2 separate regions of the Danio rerio genome follow, and region 1 is linked to region 2. Evidence: chromatin contacts called from public HiCAR-type data. All regions are on one chromosome and are shown on one strand. Each heading gives the region's core, a stretch centred on a gene start, on an enhancer-like site or on the middle of the called end of the contact. The rest is flanking DNA. Distances are from core to core; before and after follow the strand shown.

Region 1 (3,343 bases), core at 550-3,049, 130 kb before region 2:
AGTAGATAGAATTGCATCTATCTATCTATCTATCTATCTATCTATCTATCTATCTATCTATCTATCTATCTATCTATCTATCTATCTATCTATCTATCTATCTATCTGTCTGTCTGTCTGTCTGTCTGTCTGTCTGTCTGTCTGTCTGTCTGTCTGTCTGTCTGTCTGTCTGTCTTTCTTCCATCTATCTATCTATCTATCTATCTATCTATCTATCTATCTATCTATCTATCTATCTATCTATCTATCTATCTATCTATCTATCTATCTATCCATCTATCCATCTATCTATCTATCTATCTATCTATCTATCATCTAATAAGCCTCAGGCATTTCTATTTCTGCCCAACCATCAAAATGTGCACCATGTTGTGGTCACATGACCATGTTATGAATCAATAACTAAAATTACAGTTGTTGTTGTATTAAATCTGAATATCTACATAGAGGGTCTGTTTAATGTTGTGATAACAGCTTTTGTCCACCAGAGGGAATTGTTTACCCCTTTTTTCCCTTTCACTCTCAATTCTGCTATGAAAAAAGATGCTAGTGTCATATTTTATTAGCATGCTAGTGTAATTGCTTGTTAAATATTTAAATAGTCAAATCATTTAATCTGATTTTAATTTATACTATTTGACAATATATGTTTTAATTAATACACATAAAAAATAAACAATGTTTGTCCAATAATCATATTCTAATGTATATAATGTAATAACATTGAAAATATTTTAAAATCATATTTCACATTTAAATATAAGTTACTATTAAAGAATTATAATATAGTTTTGTATTAATATATGCACTTTTGCTATTAATTTAATTCATACTATATTAAATTAGCAATTGAATACATTTCTTGATGAGCATAATGTTTGGCCATGTCTAGAAATATCAGTGTAAAATCTTATTTTATTAATAACTTATTATTTATTTTGACCTTGTTTAAATTGTAGATCACTTTTTAGTTTACTCCTTTCTTAAAATTAAGTTGAAAATGCAGTTTTCTGTCAGACAGGGAACACAATATAAAACTAAAACATTCAAGCGTTCCAGATCAAAATGTCATAAAGTCATTTGAAAACGCCCATATAGCATGATGACATTCCAACCTAACACCTTGGCTATCTATAAAAAAGTTTGACAGAGATGTTTTGGGTTTGTACCTCTATCTACAAGCAATTTATAAACAATTTATTTTTACAAACAACTGTTTAATCTTTCAGCATTGTAGCTTGGTACGGTAATCTGAGTCTGTCAAATAAGAACAGGTTGAGTAGCCTTGTGAAGGTGGCAGACAAGATCAGATTGATTTTAACCAAGAGAGCTCAGGGTATCTTATGCATCCCGGATTACCTATTGTATTCTGTGTTTCAGCTGCTGCTATCAGGATGTTATTTTAGAGTTCCTACATGCATGACAAACAGTATTAGAAATTCTTTTATTATGGGGCCATTAGGTCATTAAATGAGTCCAGCAGGGAGGGAGATGCATCTAAAAAGGGATGTGTTGCATGTTTTGTGGTAATATTTAGGTAATGTGTACATGAAGCTTTGCCTGTGTAATGACACCTTACTGCAATTTTAGTTTCCCTAAACGGGATAATAAAGTTGAGTGAGTCTGAGCAACAATAGTGACTCAGAAAAAACAAACGCACATGCTTTAAGTCACACACCGCTCACTCATTTCAGAATGCATCACTCATATTTAGAGTTTTATTTAAAGTCAGTGAATGATCCTGCATGTGTGATGAGATCAGTGTCCAGATGAGGGCAGTGTGGAGCTGATCTGATCATCTGATGGTGATTTGTGTCTCATTCACTAACCACACTCTCTCTGTGCTTCTCTTTTTTATGTCCATCTCCACCTCTCCGCCATCTGAGCAGGTAAGACTCTCCATCTTTTCTATTATGCTTGCACGATATGAATGAGTGTGTTATTATCACAGCACCCAGATGTATTCATACAGAGGTGTTTGGATCATTAGGTTTGCTTTAAAAGCATGTCTGGATGTTGTTATGAACGCTGTGCTTCCCAACTCCTCAGCTTTATGAGCTGTGACCGGCGTTTGGTGACGTTTCTTCTGTACATGTGGGTAGAAACAGCTTTAACTCTTGCTGGATTACAGGATTTGGATGCAATTTAGATTTTTGTCTGCACACATCTGATATGTATTGATTCACTTTACATGAATTTACATAAAAAGGAGCATGTTTTGCATTTTTTGTGCATTTTAATACTGTAATTGCACTCTAAAAGGATGATCTCTTGCTCACCCTCATTGTTGAAAAACGTAGCATTTTACAGTCTTTTTTTTATATAAACGCTACCCTTTTTTGCTGTTTTTCTATATTTGAACACTCCTAAAAACACAGACTTTAGTAGAAATGCTTTAAAACCTAGAAATTAGTGCTGTCAAAGGATTAATCATATTATTTATATTATTAAATTATATATTTATGTATAAAAGTACACATATATAGGGATTTTTTGTGCATTTATTTTATTTATTTATTTATATTTATGCACATTTAAATACAAATTTTAATTTTGCATGCGATTTATCCGGATTAACCGTTTGACTGCTATGCTAGAAATTTCTAGAGACAATAGTTTATTTTTTTATGGCCAGGTTTCTGGCTCTCCTCAAATATTTCATCAGCTGGATTTTGTTCTTCTGATGGGCTTATAAATAGTGAAAAACATGCCTCGGAGGAGAGATTATGTTCAATTTGTGAGGGAATTGTTTGTGTAAAAATTGTATATATAAATGTATAAAAATGTAAACGTCATGATAAAAACAAGTGAAAATTGAGGAGTTGGTTCTTTTTAATGAATCTGAACGAATCAGTGGCGAATCAGTCTGAATCATTAGACTCATTCATTCAATCATTACATTACGATTCCTCAACCAGTGATCAGAAATTAATAGGAAACACAATTAATGAATGTTCAAAGCTCATGCAAGTTATTATTTTATAAATCTGGTGAATCTGGTTAATTATTATTATTATATTAAAAATCAATGTGAAATATTCATCACCCATTGCAAAGTGTAAAACAAGCTGTATTTTAATTATGGACTGATGTTTACTTCCATCCTACACCCGTTTGGTAGTTTTGCATTTGTTGCCAATAGTACTGCTGTGCTATCAGCTTTCTACACTGATTTCATTTACACGAAAGAATCATGTTTACTGTAATATAATCAATATCTTAATGAAACAAGTCCCATAAGTGACCTCAGGTTTAGATGGATGCTGGTGAATCAGGACTCTGCAGTGATGGAGAGTGTTTGTTGTGTAATCCTGTCTGAAGGCAGCTGATAGATGTGTGTGTT
Region 2 (3,260 bases), core at 561-3,060:
GTAGAGGTGTGATGTGCTCTCCTGTACATGCACTACCTGACAAAAGTCTTGTCGCCTATGCGAGTTTTAGGAACAGCAAATGATAACTTGACTTCTAGTTGAACATTTGGTATCAGAAGTGGCTTCCATGAAAGACAAAGGCCTCTAGATTTCGCTCATTTGACCAAAATAAAATATGATCATGCTTTGATTTATGACAAGACTCTTGTCAGGTAGTGTAGATGTATTAAAATAGATTTAAATTAGTTTTATTTATTATTTGATAAACATTTCACCAAAATACTTGGGCCAAATTTTATACAATTTATGAATAAATTCAATTCATTTAAATAATACATTTAAATTAATAATAATAATAATATATATAATAATAATAGATAGATAGATAGATAGATAGATAGATAGATAGATAGATAGATAGATAGATAGATAGATAGATAGATAGATAGATAGATAGATAGATAGATAGATAGATAGATAGATAGATAGATAGATAGATAACTGATTATTATGGAAAGAAATATTACATAGTGATGTTTACAATAGACCATTTTAATGTGGTGATATCGTTGGCACAAAAACATTTCCTGCTTGTCAAACTGTTTCATAACTGTATCAAGATGCAATTCAATCATACCTTAACATTAAATAGCTATCTTAACATTATCAATATGCAGACCCTTTTGGATTCTCGGAAGCTATGGAAATTGGAAATGTAAAACAGGAAATACGTTAGGACCATTGTTTACATCCCTTAACATAATCTATAAAAAGATATAATATAAGCAACTTCTATTAGGTGATATGATTTTGATGAGTGTTCATTAATTGATCTTTGTCTCCATCTGCTGCTCTGATGCGGTGTTGCAAAAGAGTAGAGCAGCGCCATCTCCTGGTCAATATTAGGGGATTATTTATGATGCTTGCAGTAAAATAAATGTCTTATTTATTCATAAAAATATTTGTTTTAAGCTTCACAATGGTGAAAATCCCATCTAATACACAGGAGCAGAATTATTGTTGATTTCAGTTCTTATGTGCAGCCTACATTTTCCATGAGGGGAAAGTGACGCCATCTGGTGGTGTTTTCCCGGAAGAGTCGCTTTAAATGTCAGAAGGGGTTATCTGACTCATTTTATCATTGTTCTGTAAAATCATGAATACTGGAAAAACCCAGCTGAGATAAAGGAGGAAAAACTGCAGATGAAAGATCATAATAACCAGACAATACACTTTAACCGGAATCCGAGGAAAAACACTGCAAGGGAAAATGCTGAGACATAAGCCCATATGTTATGGTTTATGCAAATATCTTAAGTACTAAATGTCCACAAATCATGAATACAACTCAAATATTATATCATGTATTAAATGGAAATAAATGTAAAGATGTGTGCACCTTTTCTCTCATACAAATGTTATTAATATATATGCTACAAGTAAAACTAAATATAGGATACTACTAACAATTTACAATCATTCATTCACTCGTTTTCGGCTTAGTCCATGTTAATAATAACAATACCCAACATTTTTAATCTAATTATTATTATTATTAGTAGTAGTAGTAGTAGTATTGTTATTATTATGTAATTAAGTTACAAAGAAAACTTCATGACTTTATTTAATCTGTATTGCGCTCCAAGCACGTGGATGCATTTATAACAAGCGTCTATTATTTGTATTATTATTAATAATATTAGTACATAATAAAGTTATTATGAAAACTTCTGAACTTTGTTTGATCTGTTTAGCCCTGCGAGCACGTGGAGCCATTCATAATAAGCGCTTACGTCACGCTGACTCCTCCCCCCCGCTCCTCCCCGATCAGCCTCCAGCAGTTCCACGATCCGTCCGCTCACCGAAAGTCTCCGCGTTTCACCCGTTTCCCGTCGCGTAAACCCGGCCAGGCCGCGCACACACCAGCGGAACCCGATGGCTTCGACGACCTCCGACGCTTCCGAGCAAGAGTCAGCGAACCCGAGCGAGAAAAACGGCGACGGGAGCGAGTCGGGCCTGCGCGCCGCCGATCCGGAACCGGCCGTTAAGATGGACGAAGCGGACACGGACGAGAAGCCCGGTGGACACGAGCCTACAGAACAAAGCCCAGAGGAAGCCACGCGGGACGGGGGTAATGATGAAGACGGGGAGACCGAAAAGGAGCAGCAGAAGAGCCCCGGTAGCGCGGACGGGACGGCGGAGCGGATGAAGAGAGAACAAAGGGAGGAGGAGAGCGTGTCCTTACCGGCGGAGAAAAACAGCGGCGGCGGCGGCACCGGAATGAAGCGCCGCGCGAGCCTGGAAATGATGAGCTCGTCTTCGGACGGAGAGCCTCTCAGCCGCATGGACTCGGAGGACAGGTGCGTGTCCGTCTGCTAATTACAAAACACCGATATTTCAGCCGATAGTATCAATGTTAAAGGTCCGTTTTGTTGATTAACGACGCCGTTTAGGTGCCGTTTGGATAACTAGTTTAGCTCGCGCGTGTTGACCGTTACGCTAGTTACTTAACGTTACTGCTAGTGTTATTGAGTTAGCATAAACATAATAATATGACGATAAAGTATGTAAATATGTCATTTGCCACACTTGTAAGTTAAAGTGCTGAGAGTTTGAAAACATGTCAGTCTGCTAATTACAAAACACAGCTATTTCAGCCGATAATATCAACATTTAACGTCTGTTTTGTCGATCAACGAGTTTAGGAGCTGTTTGGATTAACGGTCAACACATGCGAGCGAAAAACCTATTGTGCTAGTCTATTCGAGTTATCTTAAAATAAATAATTTGATATAATGTCATGATCAAGTATGTAAATATGTCATTTGCCAAACTTGTAAGTTAAAGAGCTGAAAGTTTGAAAGCGTGTCACTGTGCTAACTTAATTACAAAACACCGATATTTCAGCCGATAATATCAACATTTACCGTCTTTTTTGTCGATTCATGACGCCGTTTAGGAGCTGTTTGGATTAACGGTCAACACATGCGAGCGAAAAACTGACTGGTCTAGAGTATTCCTGTTATCTTACAATAAATAATATGGTATATTGTGATGATAAAGTATGTATATAATGTAATTTGCCACAATTGTAAAGTTAAATGGCTGAAATTTTGAAAGCATGTCAACCTGCTAATAACAAAACAGGATATTTCATCCGATAATATCAACGTTTAACGTTTGTTTTGTCGATTAACAATGCCATTTAACGTAAGGTGTTTGGTTTAATGGTCAACACATGACAGTGAAAAACTAGTGGT

Evidence for each region. HiCAR-type assays count read pairs that join an accessible place to other places.
Region 1: a contact with region 2 is called in a HiCAR-type map of caudal fin, with 6 times the contacts expected there. The contact joins the enhancer-like site here to the promoter of aebp2 in region 2. A contact is called at or near these places in 3 of 18 Hi-C or Micro-C datasets (caudal fin, hematopoietic stem cells and an unstated tissue) and 3 of 4 datasets of contacts at active chromatin or transcription factors (caudal fin, embryo and gastrula embryo).

The regions. Positions count from the first base shown.
Region 1 is chr4:3,412,742-3,416,084 of GRCz12tu, reverse strand. All of the region lies in intron 3 of plekha5 (pleckstrin homology domain containing, family A member 5), which reads left to right. Among named protein-coding and RNA genes, the nearest start is that of plekha5, 74 kb to the left of the region's middle. Within about 2 kb of position 1,799, at least 3 of the 62 cell types and tissues checked have an H3K27ac peak or open chromatin away from gene starts, as enhancers often do. A contact at or near this core is called in caudal fin, where this site is marked.
Region 2 is chr4:3,285,615-3,288,874 of GRCz12tu, reverse strand. aebp2 (AE binding protein 2) reads left to right here and starts at 1,810. Exons shown (of 8, transcript NM_213494.2): 1 at 1,810-2,360. The coding sequence starts at 1,936.